Regions from separate parts of the Mus musculus genome. Here all the other regions are linked to region 1. The links are chromatin contacts, called in public ChIA-PET, Hi-C, HiChIP or PLAC-seq and promoter capture Hi-C maps. All regions are on one chromosome and are shown on one strand. The core of a region is the stretch at or near the end of the contact, and the rest is flanking DNA. Distances in the headings are between cores, read along the strand shown. Region 1 holds the start of Bcl6 (B cell leukemia/lymphoma 6). Region 2 overlaps Lpp (LIM domain containing preferred translocation partner in lipoma). Region 3 overlaps St6gal1 (beta galactoside alpha 2,6 sialyltransferase 1). Region 4 overlaps Lpp (LIM domain containing preferred translocation partner in lipoma). Region 5 overlaps Lpp (LIM domain containing preferred translocation partner in lipoma). Region 6 overlaps Lpp (LIM domain containing preferred translocation partner in lipoma). Region 7 overlaps Lpp (LIM domain containing preferred translocation partner in lipoma).

Region 1 (2,607 bases), core at 53-2,552:
ACCCCCCCGGGTCCCGCACGCTGAAAGCGCCGCAGGTGCAAAAAAAACAAAAAACAAAAAACAAAAAAACCGCGCACCCCTCTCCCACCCTCCCCCAAAATCCCTGTCCCGCCTTCAAGCCTCCTTCCTCGGGCTGGGCAGACCGAGCGCACCCGGGTTCCCGACTGCCTCGACTCCAACCAAGAAAGAGTAATTTTCAAAGTATTCAACGTCCCCGCCCCCCGTGCAAGCGAAGCCTTCCCAAAACACTGTCTCTCCTTGGGAAGATCACGGCTCTCAAAGGAAACTGCAGACACGATACTTCATCTGGCTTTATGACCAAAAAGAAAAGGGAAAATAAAACAACCAGCCGAGGAGTTGGCTTGCATTCCCCCCGCTGACTCCCGGCTCGGGTGCAAGGCAGGGACTGTGCGGGGCCGGGGCCGGGGCCGGGGCCGGTGGACGGCCGCCAACGCGGGCACCGGGAGAACTGAGCGGGGAGGGAGGCAGCGGCGGGGAAGGCAGTTTGCAAGCGAGCAGAGAAAGCAAGCCAAGCCGCGCGAAGCCGGCGGGGCCGCCGCGGTCCGCCCTCCCAGGCCGCGCAACCCAGCGCCCGCCGCCCCGCGCCCCTGCGTCTCCAAACACCGAAACAACACCGGGCAGGGCGGCACAGCCTCCCCGAGGCGGCCGAGGCGCTCCAAGACAGCAAAAAAAAAAAAAAAAAAAAAAAAAAAAGAAGAAGAAGAAGAAGAAGAAGAAGAAGAAGAAGAATACGTATGCGAAAAGCTAGATCCTACAGTGGGAGAGACGTGGGGCTGATCTTCGGCATTTATTTTAACACCTGACAGCTAGAATCAATAAATAGATACATTTATATCAATAGATACACATAGGAAACTTGGAGCCAAAGCATTTGGCAAAAGCGGAAAAAAAAAGAATTAAAAGGTAAAATAATGATCATGAGCAGCGGCGGCGGCAGCGGCACCAGCGGCAACAGCGGCGGCGGCGGCAGCGGCAGCGGCGGCGGCAGCAACAGCAATAATCACCTGGTGTCCGGCCTTTCCTAGAAACTTCTTGCATCACCACTTCTAAGAACCCCAGTTCTAAGAATCAACAGAGCTCAATTCTCGGAATTTGAGCTGCGGGCTTTACCATTGCTCCGCAGCAGGGGAGGACTCGGTGGCAGCGGCGCGCTCCGCAGCGCCCTCCCGGCCGGCAGAATGCCTCGGGGCCGCGCCGCTCGCCGCCCTATAGTGCGGATCGTGGTTCCCGCAGCACCGCCGCCCGGAACACCGGGGGTCCCGAGGCGGGCGCGCGCGGCTACAAGGCGACCCTCCCTGCCCCGGGCCACCGATGGAACCGCCCGCTCCGCCGCCGTCACGTGGGCTCCGTGACGTCGGCGTCTTCGCTGTAGCAAAGCTCGGCCTCTGGAATTCTGAGAACTAATTTGCTATTCGGTGACATAAGAGGGAGAGTGCGCTTTGCTTTCCCGGGGTCTGGGGCTAATTCTTCCTCTCCTACCCATAAACTCGGCTCCTCGAGCTAAATACACAAAAGGGAGCGAGAGAGTTGAGCCGTTAGAACAAGTGTGTTAGAGGCAGGTTTAGAGAGACGAGGGAGGGAGAAAACAATAAATACCACAGCTCCTTCCAGCTAGAGTATTAGGCACCACGAGAAAAATATTTGCCAAGCAGTTTTCGGTGGGTTCATTTGTTTTCTTTTTATTTGGGACAATTATGTTGGGGCGGGGGGGGGGTCCTTTGGGGATGGTGGCTTGGGATGCTCCTGTTGTATTTTAATGATTTAGGTGGGGTTTTTTTTCCGCTTCTGATTTTTGCCTTTTGCAAGTTTGTGGTGTTATGTAAATCGTCGGGACTGTCATTCGTTGGTTTTATTGTCTCCCTGCGTTCTCGCTTTCTCTCTCTCTCTCTCTCTATCTCTCTCTCTCTCTAAAGGTGCAATATTTCAACCTAATACCATTGACAGAAGCTTACATTTTTGGCCACATATGACAGCCCCAACCTCCAACACCACCACCGCTCCCCGCCCGCCCCCCCCGCCCGCCCCCCAGCCGCCCTTGGTACAATTTCCTTTTCCTCTTGGACTTTTGCTGAAGCTTTCCTGCACTTGAAAGAGATGTAAAAGGATTTGGATTGGTTTGGTTTGTTTCTTTCCAGGACAGCGAGTGGTGGGTTTACTCTGTTACTGTTGACTCTCAGGAAATTTCTTGATGCTAGAAATGTGTGTGTGGGTACGTGTAATGTTTGCCTGTTACAACATTCTGTGAAGCCAAATACATGTTTGTATTTTGCTATTTTCTTAAGGTCTTGAACATTCCCCCCACCCTTTTTTTTAAACCCCCACTGGGTTCGTTTCAAGGTCGTCGGGAGAAAGGAAAAAAAATCTCTTCAGTATGTGTTGAAGGGATCAGCCTGAGGGAATTCTAAAGGCCTGGCTGCCAGGATCACAGATACTGCGCGTATTGAGTACAGGCTGTGCTACACTAGGCGCACTGCTCGCAGCCGGGTCCTCTAGGCTTTGGAGCAGAGCTGAGGGGAGGAGAGGAGCGGAATCTTTCTTTCCCTTCTTTCTTCCTTTATTTTAAAAGGTGAATACAGGGCAGACTCC
Region 2 (2,607 bases), core at 65-2,564, 720 kb after region 1:
ATTGTTTATGGTTAACCACATCTTCAGCGTTTATTCTGGCAAATAAAGAAATTTGTCCACAAGATCTAGAAGTTACAATTTGACTATTACTAGGTTGTTATTTTACCCATCATAAGCCCAGAAAAGCAGCTTTATACTCTTCTAAAATGGTACATTTCAAAAAGAGATGAAGTGTTCAGACAGGAAGTAGGCTTTTTCCTTTAGGTAATACATCCTGAGTTTATGTTGATAGTAACAGGGAATTCATTCATTTAGTGCAGACATATGCAGTCTGTTGTGTAATATCTCATTAAGGTCAGTAGCAGGTCCTTGCTAGCCAACAGTGATTTGTAGCGGTTTCCACGGGAAATGAAGTACAGTGGTTACCTGTTCTTGGAACACATTTCAGTATCTTGTATGTTGTAAATGTTCACATCATTATTTTATTCTTTCTCCTTGCTTTGGTTTTGCCCTGATGGGAATACTACTCAAGGTCTAAAGCCTTTCTGAATTTTGTTGTTGTTGGTTGTTATTAGTATGTTTTATTACTGTAACAAAAGACCTGGAGCTAAAATAAAAATTCTTGGAGGTTGACATTCAAGCAATATGGCTCTGTTAACAGCCAAGTTTTTCTGCCCTTACTTCAAGGCAAATGGCATCATGGGAAGAGTGTCCTCATATGCATATATCAGAAGGCAAGGTTTGCCTCCATGAGCATTCATTTCATAATCTGCTTTTTTCACAAGATCCACCTTCTAAAGATTCCCAGCTCAAGAGTATCACATTTACCAAGCTTCCAGTTTATAGACCATGGTAGTGTTCACTAAGACATAGGCCAATCATATTATCGACCTGTGAAAAGTTGCCCTAGCTTTTTCAAGCCGCTTGTAGCCTGCCCAAGAACAGCACGATTATGTGCCTCAGTTACAGTGCAGCCCACGTTGTGGTGCTTCCTGGAGCTGATGTACAGTGACTGAGCCAGCATAGACCTTCAGATATTCACCCCAGGAGCAGTACCCATTCTCCCTGGAATTGTGAACATATTTAGGAAGTCTAATCATCACCTCTGTTTCCTGGTGCCTTTAATGTAAGAATAGGTGATTAACGTGTATGCTTGTCTAAGACTGACTTGTCATACATATGAGCTGGAGAACAGAAATAGATGGAAAGATTTTTGTGATAGATTATGGAAGAGAAGATGTATTGTTAAGTCAAGTCCAGTTACACTGTTGAGTTGCAGAGCAGATCAGCTAAACAGGATGTTCTCTTGTAACTCTCCTGAGGTGGGCTCAACCTCAAAAGAGAAGGTGTGAGTGTGGTGTGCCCTGCCGGAGCCTCTACCGAGTGAGTCACTTATGTGAAAATGTCTTGACATACATAGAATTGTAGAGCCCACACTGTATCTGATCACAGAAATGTTACTGCATAATAGCAAGCTGGCTTTGATCTCCATGGGATTGCAGGCTGGGGGATGAGGAGGGGTGGCTTTTGAAAGGTCACCTCTACTACTCAGGAGAACACAGAGTATCAATCCCTTATATCTGCGAGCTGGTGTAGCAAGCATTGGAAGTGTGTGCATTAAAGGAAAACTGCCATGTATCTTCATGTGTGAATGGGGTGCTTTTTTTTTTTCTGGAAGAGCTTAGCATCCTGACTACTTTCCCTTCTATGTTGTAGTTGATGATATCTCACACCCACTGGTGTGTGAAGAGGAAGAACCTGCTATGCCTACTTTCTGTGTTAGTGATGTGGCATAATGTTTTCTGGAAATGCCACACAATTTCAAATGTGACTCCTTTCTAAACTTGCGAATAGAGTTGACAACAGTGAAATATGTCCTGTAAACAAACCCCGAGACACTATCTTTTGAATGAGTGGTAGTTGAATTTATACCAAATCCCAGAAGTAGGAAGTCCCACATGTGTGGAGTTCTCTCTGCTGCCCGAGGCCCACAAGGGGCAGTGCCGGGAACAAAGCCTGCATCACCTACTTACTCTCATTCCAGTCCAGCACAGCTGAGTCCAAGTTTTATATTCTATTACTCACAATCCAAATCGATGGTAACATATAATATTTTACCTTTATTGAGTAAAACTGCAACTCTCTTCTAAAGGTGATTGCATTGCTATGTGACTTTTTATGCTATTAAATTCTTCTACTCACATCTTATTTCTGGAATTGCAAGAGAAGTAACCGAAGGACTCATTTATCTCTTTTTATGAGGTACTTAGTGGACATTGTTGAATGTTTTCTGGATGGTGAGGGTACAATCACAAATAAAGTGAAATGTACGTCCTTAAAGGGTTCATTTTCCTGTGGGAGAGGATTCAAAAGCAGACAATTATGTACTAAAGTCTAACTAAGTGGTAGAGAGAAAGTTGAAGGTAAAACATAGAGGGGATGGGATGGTCTGGTCATTGCGTTTTTTTCTGGGGTTTCTGGGGAGACACTTAAGATGAGGTAGCATTGGAGCACAGCTACCTAGGTTGTATTGAAACAAGCTATTAGATGCATGTTAAAGGATGTTCCAGACAGGCACGTTTCAATTTTTTGTTATTTTAGGGGATAGAGGAGAAAAGACGGCACAGATTCTAGCCAGCAATGGCATGGGTCAGATTGGAAAGCAGC
Region 3 (2,607 bases), core at 75-2,574, 700 kb before region 1:
ACTGTTCCAGCTTGGGCTAGAGGCTGCCTCCACAGGCATTTGATCAGCACCTTAGGGAAGACTCCAAGGAACACTTCACAAAGGAATCTGCACTCCCCAAATCCTTGGGGTTTCTGTGGTCACTGCTTGATTAGCCTTTGTTCAGAACATATCTTTTGTTTGTTTGTTTGTTTGTTTGTTTGTTTGTTTTTTCAAGACAGGATTTCTCTGTGTAGCTCTGGCTGTCCTGGAACTCACTCTGTAGACCAGGCTGGCCTCGAACTCAGAAATCTGCCTGCTTCTGCCTCCCAAGTGCTGGGATTAAAGGCGTGCAGCACCACTACTGGGCCAGAACATATCTTTTGTGAGTCTCTTCTTGTGAACAGCTAGTCTGACTCAATTCCTAAGCAGCCATTATTATACCCCAATGAGCCTGACAGTTAAAGACTTTTTAAAAATATATGCTTTCTCCCACTTCTAATTCTAGTTCTGTTATTTGTACCTTTTTCAATCTAAGTGAAGTCACTTTTTATTTTCATATCAGCATGAAAGGAAGGTCTTATAAGCTGGAAGCACAACAACAGTACAGTCTTACAGAACTGTAGATACCAGCCCATGGGTATCCCATGGTGATGATCACTGCATCTTAGACAATTCAGACGTGTGTGTGGTGTGTGTGTATTTGTGTGTGCATGTGTGTGTACGTGTGTGTGTATGTGTGTTTGTGTAGGTAGTGTATGTGTGGTGTGTGTGTGTGTGTGGTACTGTTTTAGAAAACAAAGGGTGTCCAATGAAGTAACTACTTAAGTAACTACTTAAGGCTCCATCTCTCCCTCGCAGTGTGCTGAGGAGATGGGCAGGACTGTAAGCTGTGACTGTTGTGTCACTTTCTGTGTGTGGCCTTTGGGAAAAGCACTCACTGTCTGGGAACTTCAGTGTGCTCAGAGGCAGAACCATTTGCCTGCAGGCCTTTAGTAAATCGCTGGCACCATCCTTTGTGTAAATGCTCCTTACTGTGATGGTTAGTGATCTGATCATGATAAGGGCGTAATGATAGTTACGAGTTCTCTGCTCCCATGTGGGTAGGCAGTGCTGCATGATCAGAGTGTGCGCGAGTCTGGGCCAGTCTGCAGGCCCATTCTCATCTGCATGTTTCTATGTGGGCATATATGACTATCCTCACCACTAACGTTGACTGTAATTCTAGAGGCCTAGTATAGCCACCCCTCCTCTTCCTCTACCTGTTTTTACTTTAAGTATGTTTTTACTTTTACTATGCAGCCCAGGCTGGCTTTGAAATATAAATATAAACGTGCTGCCTCAGCAGTAAGAAGCTGGAGGGGTGGGGTGACAGGTGGTACCACACCTGGCAGGAACAGGATGTTTTGAGACAGGAGTTCCTACATCCACCAGTTCCTCTGTGAAAATAGCTGCGGTTCGAACCACACATGTCACAGGTGGTACTCCACGCACACACAAGAACTGACCATGCAAGTCCCTGAGTGGACTGTGAGAGAAGCTGGAGGAGCCTGGAACAGCACAGGCAGGGGGGGGGGGCCTGAGGCCAGACACAGCTCGCCATACACTTTATACTGAGCAGCCACCACTGCCTCCGGCACACTGGTCAAATGCCAGGGATTCTACGATTGCTTGCTGGGACCTTGGCATCCTCTTCTTTGTCAAAGTGTGTGGCCTGGAGTCCTCCCTGTTGTCTTTGCTGGTACCCTCCACTTTTCAATTTTGTTGCGAGGCTATTTCTCCAGGAGCTCCTTCAGGCCTGCCTCTTTCCCAGCACAATGTAGTTTAACAGGCTTCCCGCAGGAAGGTGGAGATGGATTCTTGGGGGAAGATCTGTTTTTAGAGACCCCAAATGTAGAAAATAGTATGAATGTTCAAGTGACACTTTTAAATCCTGTCTAGAGTCCTTTGCAGTTTATCATGGAGCACCACGTGTACAGTTTGTCATCAACAGAATAAAGTCTCATGACCTTTCGTTTTGTAAATGACAGAGCTGTGCCTCAAGAATGCAGCATTAGGATGATGGTCAGTAACCATGGTAGAGAGCTGGAGCCCCTTCGTGCAGGTCTAGTTTTCTTTCTGGTCTCCATCATGTGTCTCTGGGTGGTACGCTGCAGCTGGAAAGGAGAACCACTCACCCAACACAGCAATGGTGACTAAGCTTTCCATGCTCTGAGAATGCTGAGCTGTTCTTGTGGACAGTAAGCAGGGGGGAAGAACAGAGAAGGAACTAATAACTCTGAAGATGTCACTCTGTCCCAAGCCTGTGCTCTCTGACGGCAACAGCAAGCCACGGATGTGGGCTGTGTTTATGTTGCTAATTTGCAATAGCCTCATTATAAAGTTTTTTTTTAAGGTGGGTAAAATTAATGTAGATAATGTTTTATTTAACCCAATGTGTTTGGAATATTACTTTATTACATGATCAATGTAATTATTATTAACCAGGTATTTTCGATTCCTCTTTCCATGGGAAATCTTGGAATTCTGGTGAGCACGTTGTTCCTGCTAGCACACATCAGTTTGAATAGCCACACGTGGCCAGGGAAAACAGCATGGCACGTTCTTAGCATTTTGCATACATGGCTTCTCATCCCTCAACACCATGCG
Region 4 (2,607 bases), core at 66-2,565, 690 kb after region 1:
ATTATCAATGTTTGGGCTAAAGGACAGTCCACCTTGCTCAGTTGGTTAGTATAGCTTGGCTTATTTCTCTCACATGCCATATGTTTCTGTTGAGAACCTATCTTTCATAGTCTGTTTTCATATTCTTGCCAGGGTGAAGTCATCTCCCTATAATTCTACTATTGCAACCTAAAATTACACTTTTCCCCAAATGTAGTTTGTTGAGCTTTAGTTATTTTCATATATGTCTGGGGTAATGGAAATGACTCTTCTGGAAGTTACATTGTGTGGACAGTTCAGTTATGGGAGTACAGTGTGTGGATACCATCTTAGCCCTGGCTTTTGTCTTCTTGTCTTATTCTTGTGAGCTCTGCACGGGTGAGGGTATGACACACTGGCACCCTTGGAGTCCTTTGCTACCAGCACTGTCTGTGCTGTGTCTTCTCTGTAACTCTTTCCATCCCTTGATTGATGCATGGGCAAGTTTTAAGTCCTACAGCAGCTGTAGACAAGAGTAGAAGCTTGAGAGATCTAATGGGTGTTCATCAAAACAGGTCCGTGCAGTCCTTAGAGACAGGAGGAGTGGCCCACACTTAGACTGGCCATGTGGATTGGCTCTCATTCCTCCTGCTCCTTCAACAGGAGTTTTGGGGATCAATTTCCCAGTTAACTTGCATGTAGGCCTTCTGGGACAGCATTGTTTCTCAGGGAAGCCAGACTTACACCTTGGGACCTTTCTGGCTATGACTGGAGAGGGTGGAAAACCGTTATTACAATGGTTACTTAATTTGAGTGCTTGTGATATCTAGAACCAACATTAATGAAAAACACCAAGGACTCCTTCTAATTGTTGTTTGGCCTCTGGTATGCTGTTTAACCATTAGCTGACAGGCAGAACCATAGTGAGAATGTTTGTGAGGATGTAGGATTCTTTCAGCTGCATTTAGGAGTGCTTTGTGAAGAGCAAGAGAGGACATAAATCTGAAAATTCTGAAAGTAGATGAGCCTATTAAGAATAGGGTTTGTGTGGGAACCCGGGCAGACTCCAGGGGTGGAGCCAAGATACAAAAGAGACACCTTGAAGGGGGAAAGGGTCTGTCCCTTGTTCATCATGAGGATCAAAATGTAAACACAAAGGTATGATATGAGGTCATGTATGGAAGCTGGGGGTTGTACCTGCAGAAGCCACTAGAATGAGGCTGGGACTTGTTGGTATATTGCATCAACCTAGTCTGACAAGGGGAAATGGGGATCAGCTCCACCTCTCAGAAGAGCATAGGAGACTGGAGCCAGTGGAGGTCTACAAGCTTGGGCTGGTCACAGTTCATAATTAGTCATTTCACTGTATAGCTCAGGTTAATCCTATGACTTGGATCTTTGTGGTTAGAATCCTGTGACTCAGGCCATAGGCAGTTAGTATATTTTGTGCTACAGGAAAGTACAGAAGTTGAAGAACTGATTATATCCTGTCTCTTTGCTGGCACCCCTAGGGAATACTTAATGAGTGATGCTTACCTCCAGAAGAAGAATTAACAATAGTTATATTATGCCTATTAATTTATAGTTACTGGTTGCTATAATTAGTGCTGTTTATGAAAATCATGGTAATTATAGCACTTTACAATTTACCAAGTATGTTCCCATCCACTTTCTTATCTGAGTCTTTAAGTAATCTCTGACCAAGTTAGGGCTGGTGATGGTCACTTCTCTTTCCAGATGAAGAAACTGTAGCTCAGGGAAGCATTTAACCAGACTCAAATCTAGTGTCCTCCCCAATTCACTGTGCGTGTGTGGATGCACTCCTCAAATTTCTGCTTATGATAATTTTAGAGGCTCAGACAAGAAAGGAAATTCACTTGGTTCTCAGTAGTCATCCTGTGGAGTGGTGTGCCCTGCCTTCTCACCTGATGGTAGTTCAGTTATGCAGAATGTTCTCCTCGCTCTCTGAAATGAAAGGGATCCTTCTCTTTTCAATTTGAGTTTCCCAAACTATTGCATTGTGGGTAAATAGCTGACCCTTTGAGGGGCACATTAGTATTTTTATAACCTTAATACGTTAGTCATGGGCCAGTAAGATGGATCACTGGTTAAAAGTATTTGCTGTACAAGTCTGAAGACCTGCGTTCTGTCCTCAGAATGCACATGAAGGCGGAAGGAAGTAATCAATTCTACAGTTATCTTCTGACCTCCAGTGCAGGGTATGACTTGTGCATGCCTATGCACATGTGCCCACATGAGAGTACATGTGTGCATACACACACATGAACACACACACAGACCTCTAATACTAATATAAAATTAAAAAGTTGAGTAACACTGAATCTCAGATTCTGATAAAACACATTTTTTTTTTTACCACTGTTTCCCAAGTGTGGGCTGGGGCAGGTGTTCTAGGGTAGTCTTTCAGCCTTTGAGATGTATGATAGTCAACCTGATACCCATTTGAATGAATGTATACCCAGGTCCACATATTTTTAATCTTTTAATTTCATTTTTAGATCATATATTAGAGTACTTACTGGTTCCTATTATACCTCATGCCCCTTACCCAAAAACTGTTGATACAAGAATGGTTACAGAATGAAAATCCTTATAACATTGACAGTATCATTATTCATCAATAAATTA
Region 5 (2,607 bases), core at 42-2,541, 650 kb after region 1:
AGGCAGAGAGCAGACAGACAGTACATAGCATAGCATAGCATAGCATAGCATAGCATAGCATAGCATAGCATAGCATTGATTGCTGTGGTCTCATTACATCTTCATAAAAGCTTCCTGAGCAAGGGTGTTCTCAGTGATCCACTTGGGGAAGCAAGAAGAGTTAATGTGGGTCCCCACTTTCCCTGCTCACACGGCGCTGAGTTTCCCAGGCTTTTGTAGAAGTATGCTTTTAGTTCCTCCTGTGTCATTGTGACCACTTTTTGTAACAACTTGACTCATAGCATCCCAGGGAGGCTTGCCATTCTTTAGGGCTGGGAAGGCATAGTGGGGCAGCTCAGCCTGTGGCTGTGCATCATGGGATACAGGCCTTTCCATGTTGCTGACCACGAGGCGCACAGAGGTAGAACATAACCATGTCTTCCATCAGTCAGGTCTCAGTTCCTCACAGCTCTATAGCTTCAAAATCCCGATAAAGTGAAGCAAAGGGTTCAAGAATGATTCTGTGGAGACATTTCCCACTCAGATGATGGCACCATGATAAGGGAAAACCTTAAAATATTTGTCCAAAGGGCTTATCTGCCTAACAGACCACCGGAAATGAGATGACATTTCCCATTAAGCCTGATTCTAGATCCTTACACCCAGTTGTTCCTAATAGATCCATAACCCTGGCTTACTTGGGTCCTCTGATCAGATGCATGGGTGTTCTGTTGCATGGATCTCCTTGTAAGCTAAAGAGATCCCTGGTTATGTGTCCCTGTTCTGTATTAGGTGCCAGTTTCTCACGGTTCTCTCTCATACTCACGTCTCCTTTGCTTGTGTCAAGGAGCTGCTGCTGAAGAGATGGGTGGCAGTTTCATTGCAGCAGCTTGATGAAGTGACTTTCTGCACACAGAGTGAATTAGTTGGCATGTCACAATTCTGGCTTTATTTTCCCTTGTCCCATGATAGGATTTTTTTTTTTTTAAAACAAACAATTGCCTAATCAGGTAACTCACATCTTATCCAAACAGCATTAACTTTGTGTGTGTGTGTGTGTGTCTGTGTGTGTGTGTGAGTGTGTGTGATTCTGTTAGCGTTTTTGAATTTTATGTATTATGCGCATATATACTAGTGTTACCTTTACATTTGGGGTGTCTTTTAATTTTGCTGTAATTTGCAAGTATAATCAAGTTCATTTCAATTTGCTTTGAAGTTATTAATCTGTTGATGGAGGTTGAAGGTCTAAGTGGATTTGAAATGACTTCCCGTGTGCCATGTGCTGACTCAGTAGCTCACACTGCCTCTCTTCCTGTGTGTTCACTGTACGTCTGTTCCCCTCACACCTGCTATGCCTGCATAACTCTTAACCTTTCCGGTTGCATTTGCCCTGCCTTCCCTGCAGTTTCTTTACTAGTGAAGAGCCTCACTTTCTGCTATGCCTCACTGTGCTGGGTCCCTGCCTCCTCGGGGGTATTAGTGTGTTCTGTGGCCCTACCTGTGTTCAGAATAGAGACACTGCTCCTCTGCCCCTGCTGTTTGGTAATGCGGACTGTGGAACCTTAACATATGGCCTCATCAGTAATAAACTCCCCTGAGAAGCCATGTCAGCCACTTGCTCCCCAGAATGTCCTCATGAAACATCCTTGGCAGGGTAGCACTAACACTCGGGGCTTTCTGTAGCACTGCCCTTTTTTTTCTAAATAACAACAACACACAAAAACAAAACAAAACAAAACAAAACATAAAACAGTGTTTCCCTGTGTAATAATTCCCTTTCCTAGTTCCTGGCCCTCACTTGTGAGTACCTTTAACCCAGTATCTGAGTTGAGGTGTTGGGAATATGTAAAACCTGATTATTTTCCCTATTGGCATCTCCTTATTCAAATGATGAGAAATCTGTGAATCTGCTCATGCCTTGGGGGTTTCTTCTATATACTCTCTGATACTGAAATTTTGACAAAAAACGGGTTGAGTTTCATACTTTCCAAACATGAATTTTGTCCTTGGAAAATGGAATGAGTCATCTTCTTTATGTAGTAGAGATAATTCCCTGACATGTGATATGCTAGCTGCTAGTCATGATTTTGAGTTTTAGTTTATATCTAATTTATATGAATTAACATGAAGTAGAATTTACAATTAGTTCCATCGACTCTCTGTGTTTTAGGCGATGACTCCCATGCTCATCGCATGCTGGGCTGTTTAGAACATCCCATTTAAAACAAATTTGTATTGTCCAGTGGCGATAGAATGGACTCCATAGAGGACAGTTAGGGAACTGGAGGAACCAGTCTTCAGGTGTGTCTTACTGCTTTCTCTAAGCTTAGTTCAAACAATATTGGCCTGTATTGGTAATCAATAAGATACTGAGATACTTTGTTTTCAAGATACTTTCGTTTTTTGTTTTTTGTTTTTTTTTTTAACGTAGGCACCAAAAACCAAAACAAAACAGAAAACTCTGTAGGATAAATCCTCGCTGGCACAGAAGATCAACACTTAGACTTGTTTTATAACCGAGAGGATTAAGAGTACAACACCGCCCAATCCCTAGAATATCAGAGAAACAAAGGCCACAGGTGTTTGAGAGCTTTGTCAGGAGTGCTGTTTCTAGAAATGTGTCCTTCT
Region 6 (2,607 bases), core at 56-2,555, 610 kb after region 1:
TACAAACAAAAGTATTAAAAAATTAAAAGCAATTAAAACGCACCTCACATGCTAGTAAAATTCCATGGCCTATGTAATGGGTCCAGCCGACTTGTAAACAGATCACTACAGCGTGCCTTTAAGACAAGTTTGAGCATGCTGCTCAGGGAACACGGAGGAATGAGCAGCAATTAGCCTGGAGACCTGAACACTTATTGGTATGTTTAAGAGGAGAGATTCCAGATAAGCACCGAGGAGACACCTGAGCTTTATTAGGGATTATATAGTTTACTTTTCTCATTATCACTTTCTCTTCCCGTTGGAACGGCAAAACCTTTGTGAATTAGGCACACAGCCTCTTAGGTATATTCAGGTTTCCACTTTCAGAAGTAGATTTCCTGAATGCAGACAAACTCAGGTTATTCTCTGTCCCTTATTTCTAGTTATACACATTCACATACATGTACACATACAAGTTGTACACATTCACATACATGTACACATACAAGTCTGTTGTTTGCATCAGAGACTTAGAAGAAGCCGCCCCGGGACCACATTTTTATGTGTGCATAGGGCAGTGCATAGGCGAGCAATGTCGTCCATCATAGAGGATAAAATGCTATGGGAGCGATTCAAAGTAAAAACCATTTGTTATTTTAGAACTGGGGAAACTGCGATGCTGTTTTCTTGCTCTCTGTATCAGGCGGAGCCATTGCTGTTGGATGTGATTTAGTGCAAAATGTCAGGGAGCTCTGTTTTCCCTGTGATCTTTCCCAAGGTTGTTGGGAGAGAAAGACTGTTTACTCCCAGGCCCAAGAGTTGTCTTTTATCTAGTCTGCCTGGTTATCATCCACCAAGCAATTATGTTACTGACTAGCTTAGTGAAACCTACCACTCTGAGTTTTCTTTGCTTGTAGGGCATTTGGGTTTGCTCCCTGCCTCCTAACTGCTCTGCTAAGTTGGGTAAGCACTTTCACCTTCTCTAAATCTGTAGAGGTTTTCTTCATGTTACGTTCCAATTAGAAGAAACACATTAGTTCCTGATGTGTGTAGGGACTCTCAGTGACCTCTTATGTCTCTCTAGCTTATCTTGTCTGCTGTCAACTATCTTTTCTTTCCCTATGACTACTAAGACAACATAAGGGCAGCTAGGCTTGTCCACCCTATCCTAGCTTTCTCGGGAGCCCTGGACCTCATTCTCCTTGGTGTTGTTTCCCCACAGCTCCTTTTTCCGGTGATACTGTGAATTTGAAGGGACTGTGTGTTATGGGGCCTGTCTCTATTCTGTGCCCCCTCTGATGACAGTGACTCACTCACAGTTACTCACTGAGACCACTGAGACCTGATGCTTCTCCTTTTTCGTTACTGCTCGGTTCCTTTAGTGTGTCGTCGTCCCCCCACCCCCCCCTCGCCACAGTGTTGCCAGGGGCAGCAAGCACATTGTTACATTGTTGCTTTCTGTAGGAGTACCTTTGTGCCAGGCAGGTCAAGAGTCTGTCTGGACTCTTTCTCTACCTCTCCTTACTCTTACCTCCTCATCTGGGGTGTGGTGGGGGTGGGGGTACTTAGGAATTCCTAGTAACTAGAACATGGTCTTACCGGAATCCTCAGTTGACTCAGCTATAGTTTTGGGGAATTGTGGGACATGAGAATTGGACAGAATTTTGGAAATAAAGTAATTTTAGTTTACAGATAAGGAGATGTATTGAAGCTGGAAGATGTGCAAGGGCTAATGTCAGAGCGCTCTGTGACGGAGGGAGCGATTGCTGCCGAGTGTGCTGTGTCTACGTCTAGTGCTGTTTCAAGTATTTCCAGTGTCTTTGAGAGAGCCTATATAAAGGGTTGGCATTTCTGTGGAGTTGTTCTCCTTGCTCCCTCTGAGCAATGCCAGCTGTCCATGTAGGGAGAGGGGCTTGAAGCCAGTATTCTTCCAAAGCTGTCTCTCTCTCCAGAGAAAGAAGTTCAGTTGAATACATGACATTTTCAGCCCATGGCAGACCCTGCTTTGCCCTTGCTGCTCTGGGTAGCCTGATGCTTCAGAACATGATTGAGTTCGCTGCTTCCCTAGCAATTGTGTGTAATTTTCAGCCCGCCTCCTTCTTCGGTGCTGCCTGCCCACGCTTCCGTCACATGCTGCAGCGTACCTGCTTTGTAATTACGCTGCTAGGGACTTACCTCCACAGCGTGGAAAAGGTTTGCCTAACGTGCTTATTTACTTGCACACAGTAAGTCTTGATTGATACCTTGGTAATCACTGAGATTAATCTGAGACTTCCTCCCACAATGGGGAGGGTCAGAGAATTAGGAAACAGGTGTCAAGGAAAGGGAGAAAAGAGAGTTGTGCTTCCTCTGATGAGCTGAGAGGAAAATTATAGATGATTTGTGATCTCCAGACCTAACTTTACTTGTTTTTTTAAATAGTTATCTTGTCAGGATTTCTTCAAAATTCATGTAAGCAGATTCACGTATAGAATCCCCTCCCCCATTCAACTGTGGCACAGTCAGACAAGGACATTCGCTCCCTAAGTGTAAAAGTTGCATTGCAGCCTCCTGTCTGAGCTGGAAGCTGGTTCTGAACTATGAAGGTCAAGCAACCTCCAGCCAAATACTGCTCTGTAGTACAGGGTG
Region 7 (2,607 bases), core at 36-2,535, 550 kb after region 1:
CTAGGTATAAAGTGAATGCCAGCTTCCTCTAAAGCAGCTATTCTGCCTTCAGTCAGTCCCTCTCCTGCTGCTAGACTCTGCATAAGAATCCATCATCTCACATACAGTAAAAAAGAAGCCCTGCTTTGAAGCTTAGTGTCCCTAGCGAGCATGCCATTGGCCCCTAGGCAGAGTGCAAGATAGGCTCATGCCTTTTGTGTTCCCTGCATAAAGGAGTCCGACTGATACAGATGTGATTCCAAATGTTATGTAATGTCTGTGAGCATCAACCTGCCATTTGTTAAATAAAAGTGAATTTCTTATCAGATTAGAAGACAGTACATAAAACTGGCAGAAAATAAGCACTTAACAAATGACTGTTGTTTTTGTTATTATCTATAACCATAACCATTTCCCATGGCTCTAGACTTTTATCTAGATGAAATATTCATTGTGAAAGTCTCCTACCCTGGATAGAACCTATATACTTGTATAGTAATAAAATATCATTGAAGAACAGAACCTATATTTCTATAGTTTAGTAATTTTTGTTCACAGAATTCTTCCTTTAGCTCTGAACTGTTAATATATTTTGATTTTTCACCTCGTTTTTTTTAATAGTCTGCTTAAGACTACCGTAATCTAAATGCTTGTTCCTTAGTGCAATAACCAGATGATCAATGAACTCGGTCATTTCATTCTCATTGATAGATTGCTAATCTATATTTTTATCTTCCTCTTGTTTTAGACTGTCAGATCCTTCAGGGTAGGACCCCCGTCTGCTTACTACATCTATACCCTACCTTGTAGAAAATCCCCTACTGTAGTTACTTTCTCTTAGGAAGCTTTGATTAGAAAGCGGTTGGATCCAAGAGAATGCCACTTGAAAACAGCTCTACATGAAACAGAACCTCTGTCATCACTGATTCTAGGTATATCCCGAAGAAACAATCAACTTTTTTTCCTCTTTAGTTTAATAGGGGTGTTGAGGTCTGTTCTAGAACTTGCTTTTCTGCCTCTGGTTATAGATGAAGATCCGGGATTTACCTGGCTGATCTTGGTGGGATGTTCTTGAATGGTACTTGGCTGGGAACAAACACTTTCTATACCTCCAGTTGGATGTTTCGTGTGGCTAGAAATATCAGACCTTCTGACTTTTACGTTCGTTTTGCGCACATTGGTGATGTGCGTATAAGAACCTTTTATTACTATGGACTTAGCCAGCAGTAACCATGGTGAGTAGACCCATCACACAGCATTTTTTTCTGAGTCAGTTTAAAATGCTGACAATTAAATATACCGTACTCTTTTAAGCAATCCATCAGTCTCCCCTGTTGTCATGGTGACCGGAGTATATTTAGAAATGTGACAAGTACACTGAGTTCAATTGCACTTTTGCCAAAACATAGTTTTGCAGCTAAAATTGAATTTCCTGATTGAAGATCCAAGTGCTGTTAAGGGGGATGATCGTTTCCATACATTAGTCTACAAGTCTAATGTATCATCCTGTTAACTCAGCCCTTGAGGCCCCATCATGCTATGGAGGCAATGCTAGCTGAACTGATTCTACTTTCAGTTAATGAGGAAAAGTCAAATAAAGGGGTCGCTGTGCTTTTTCCTTTACAAGTGAAATTACACCTGAGTGATATAATTACTTTAATGATTACCTCCTTTTGTATTTATCTATGAATTCTGTGTGACTTTTGTAGAGTCTCTTCCGCAGCATTGTGTTTCTAATCTAGGGAATTTATCAGGGTTCTCGTCCTCACTTTTCTGCTTATAATCTATTCTTAGAAAAATGAGAACATCTTTTTGTCTTTGGCTCTGACCTTGGATACAGAAGCATCCTTACGTTCCTTCATCTTATTCTTTTTGGATTTAAAAAGAAGTATAGGGTTGTTGTTGAAAAAGACGTTTTTAGTCAAAGGAGAGGGGAGAAAAGTTCTGCCTTCTCTGTGAACTTGGTTGGATCCTCAATTCCTTCTCCTCCTTTCTCTTCTCAGTGCAGGGCTGAGTAAGACCATGGTTTTGAGCTCCGTGCTCACTAGACCACATCAGCTGTGGAACATTCTTAGTTGCTGGGTCATCGTCAAAATCCTGGTTTCATTTCTGGCTAAATTGTAAGTCTTCTGCTCTTGAGTTGAGAAATCACTGCTCCTGGACCATCCTTGTTCTCTCGGAATATTTTTGTTCCATAAAGTAATAGGTTTCTCTTCTGTATCTAACTCAGTGTGTCCACAATTGAAGCACATTTTGAACCTCTGATTATAGTTAGACAGTCTTGATCTGTTTTGAGAACATTGAATATAAGCTTTCTTGGTAAGAAATATCTTAGATAAAATAGCAATGGGCATGATACGATGAGTGTTTCCACATTGGTTCTCTGGTGTTATTCATTGGCTCTGCATTGCATCTTACAAGGCATCTTCAACATTCTTACTTTACAATAAGAAAGCAGGCTCTGAATCATGAACATGAGGATAGCTATGTTAATACTGGCAACTGTATTCTGATCAGGGTGGATGTGTAACAAGTGTTTCTAGGAAGATAAACAGTGTAGGATAGTTTTATTAAGCAATGGTCTATTGCATGGGGAGTTTATATAGAGTAGTTGTTTTAGAGGGCCTG

Evidence for each region. Promoter capture Hi-C pulls out the DNA fragments that hold promoters and counts their contacts. A called contact is a pair of places that touch in the nucleus more often than the background predicts. ChIA-PET counts read pairs in DNA pulled down with a chosen protein or histone mark. HiChIP or PLAC-seq counts read pairs in DNA pulled down with a chosen protein or histone mark.
Region 2: an RNA polymerase II ChIA-PET map of memory CD8 T cells shows a contact between it and region 1, with 219 read pairs. The contact joins the enhancer-like site here to the promoter of Bcl6 in region 1. A contact is called at or near these places in 5 of 39 promoter capture datasets (the C10 cell line, hippocampal neurons, liver and 2 more), 3 of 15 datasets of contacts at CTCF or cohesin (the NIH/3T3 cell line, large pre-B cells and pro-B cells), 11 of 484 Hi-C or Micro-C datasets (the AML12 cell line, CD8 T cells, Th1 cells and 7 more), 35 of 115 datasets of contacts at active chromatin or transcription factors (the 230-238 cell line, the SCID.adh cell line, T-cell acute lymphoblastic leukemia and 29 more) and 3 of 9 other capture datasets (adipose tissue, embryonic stem cells and liver).
Region 3: a Hi-C map of CD4 T cells shows a contact between it and region 1, with 5 times the contacts expected there. The contact joins the enhancer-like site here to the promoter of Bcl6 in region 1.
Region 4: an H3K27ac HiChIP or PLAC-seq map of the NIH/3T3 cell line shows a contact between it and region 1, with 8 times the contacts expected there. The contact joins the enhancer-like site here to the promoter of Bcl6 in region 1. A contact is called at or near these places in 9 of 39 promoter capture datasets (the 3T3-L1 cell line, 3T3-L1-derived adipocytes, cranial neural crest and 4 more), 2 of 15 datasets of contacts at CTCF or cohesin (large pre-B cells and pro-B cells), 5 of 484 Hi-C or Micro-C datasets (the 63-12 cell line, adipose-derived mesenchymal stem cells, bone marrow-derived macrophages and 2 more), 33 of 115 datasets of contacts at active chromatin or transcription factors (the 230-238 cell line, the NIH/3T3 cell line, the SCID.adh cell line and 23 more) and 5 of 9 other capture datasets (adipose tissue, embryonic stem cells, liver and 2 more).
Region 5: a contact with region 1 is called in an H3K4me3 HiChIP or PLAC-seq map of bone marrow-derived macrophages, with 18 times the contacts expected there. The contact joins the enhancer-like site here to the promoter of Bcl6 in region 1. A contact is called at or near these places in 21 of 39 promoter capture datasets (the 3T3-L1 cell line, 3T3-L1-derived adipocytes, the C10 cell line and 14 more), 4 of 15 datasets of contacts at CTCF or cohesin (large pre-B cells, pro-B cells, stem cell-derived epiblast-like cells and 1 more), 37 of 484 Hi-C or Micro-C datasets (the 63-12 cell line, B cells, the BV-2 cell line and 22 more), 39 of 115 datasets of contacts at active chromatin or transcription factors (the 230-238 cell line, CD8 T cells, the NIH/3T3 cell line and 29 more) and 3 of 9 other capture datasets (adipose tissue, embryonic stem cells and pancreatic islet).
Region 6: a contact with region 1 is called in an H3K4me3 HiChIP or PLAC-seq map of bone marrow-derived macrophages, with 14 times the contacts expected there. The contact joins the enhancer-like site here to the promoter of Bcl6 in region 1. A contact is called at or near these places in 12 of 39 promoter capture datasets (the 3T3-L1 cell line, embryonic stem cells, hematopoietic stem and progenitor cells and 6 more), 3 of 15 datasets of contacts at CTCF or cohesin (CD8 T cells, large pre-B cells and pro-B cells), 15 of 484 Hi-C or Micro-C datasets (the AML12 cell line, B cells, the C3H10T1/2 cell line and 12 more), 34 of 115 datasets of contacts at active chromatin or transcription factors (the 230-238 cell line, DN3 thymocytes, the NIH/3T3 cell line and 25 more) and 2 of 9 other capture datasets (embryonic stem cells and pancreatic islet).
Region 7: a promoter capture Hi-C map of hippocampal neurons shows a contact between it and region 1, with 25 times the contacts expected there. The contact joins the enhancer-like site here to the promoter of Bcl6 in region 1. A contact is called at or near these places in 16 of 39 promoter capture datasets (the 3T3-L1 cell line, the C10 cell line, the HPC-7 cell line and 12 more), 2 of 15 datasets of contacts at CTCF or cohesin (the NIH/3T3 cell line and large pre-B cells), 9 of 484 Hi-C or Micro-C datasets (CD4 T cells, bone marrow-derived macrophages, cerebral cortex and 4 more), 39 of 115 datasets of contacts at active chromatin or transcription factors (the 230-238 cell line, DN3 thymocytes, the NIH/3T3 cell line and 29 more) and 4 of 9 other capture datasets (adipose tissue, embryonic stem cells, macrophages and 1 more).

What each region holds. Positions count from the first base shown.
Region 1 is chr16:23,987,550-23,990,156 of GRCm38.p6, forward strand. Bcl6 (B cell leukemia/lymphoma 6) reads right to left here and starts at 1,303. Exons shown (of 10, transcript NM_009744.4): 1 at 1,026-1,303. It overlaps Gm31527 (a long non-coding RNA gene), which reads left to right and starts at 718. Exons shown (of 2, transcript XR_384770.3): 1 at 718-1,679.
Region 2 is chr16:24,703,132-24,705,738 of GRCm38.p6, forward strand. All of the region lies in intron 7 of Lpp (LIM domain containing preferred translocation partner in lipoma), which reads left to right. Among named protein-coding and RNA genes, the nearest start is that of Mir28a, 120 kb to the right of the region's middle. Within about 2 kb of position 1,315, at least 21 of the 459 cell types and tissues checked have an H3K27ac peak or open chromatin away from gene starts, as enhancers often do. A contact at or near this core is called in CD8 T cells, Th1 cells, Th17 cells and 4 more, where this site is marked.
Region 3 is chr16:23,285,322-23,287,928 of GRCm38.p6, forward strand. All of the region lies in intron 2 of St6gal1 (beta galactoside alpha 2,6 sialyltransferase 1), which reads left to right. Among named protein-coding and RNA genes, the nearest start is that of Gm30814, 40 kb to the right of the region's middle. Within about 2 kb of position 1,325, at least 46 of the 459 cell types and tissues checked have an H3K27ac peak or open chromatin away from gene starts, as enhancers often do.
Region 4 is chr16:24,677,821-24,680,427 of GRCm38.p6, forward strand. The region is part of intron 6 of Lpp (LIM domain containing preferred translocation partner in lipoma); the gene reads left to right. Among named protein-coding and RNA genes, the nearest start is that of Mir28a, 150 kb to the right of the region's middle. Within about 2 kb of position 1,316, at least 28 of the 459 cell types and tissues checked have an H3K27ac peak or open chromatin away from gene starts, as enhancers often do. A contact at or near this core is called in the 63-12 cell line, the NIH/3T3 cell line and embryonic fibroblasts, where this site is marked.
Region 5 is chr16:24,640,255-24,642,861 of GRCm38.p6, forward strand. The region is part of intron 5 of Lpp (LIM domain containing preferred translocation partner in lipoma); the gene reads left to right. Among named protein-coding and RNA genes, the nearest start is that of Mir28a, 190 kb to the right of the region's middle. Within about 2 kb of position 1,292, at least 25 of the 459 cell types and tissues checked have an H3K27ac peak or open chromatin away from gene starts, as enhancers often do. A contact at or near this core is called in B cells, CD8 T cells, Th1 cells and 7 more, where this site is marked.
Region 6 is chr16:24,598,641-24,601,247 of GRCm38.p6, forward strand. The region is part of intron 4 of Lpp (LIM domain containing preferred translocation partner in lipoma); the gene reads left to right. Among named protein-coding and RNA genes, the nearest start is that of Gm24440, 190 kb to the left of the region's middle. Within about 2 kb of position 1,306, at least 56 of the 459 cell types and tissues checked have an H3K27ac peak or open chromatin away from gene starts, as enhancers often do. A contact at or near this core is called in B cells, CD8 T cells, SST interneurons and 1 more, where this site is marked.
Region 7 is chr16:24,541,751-24,544,357 of GRCm38.p6, forward strand. All of the region lies in intron 3 of Lpp (LIM domain containing preferred translocation partner in lipoma), which reads left to right. Among named protein-coding and RNA genes, the nearest start is that of Gm24440, 140 kb to the left of the region's middle. Within about 2 kb of position 1,286, at least 24 of the 459 cell types and tissues checked have an H3K27ac peak or open chromatin away from gene starts, as enhancers often do. A contact at or near this core is called in SST interneurons, adipose tissue, cortical neurons and 2 more, where this site is marked.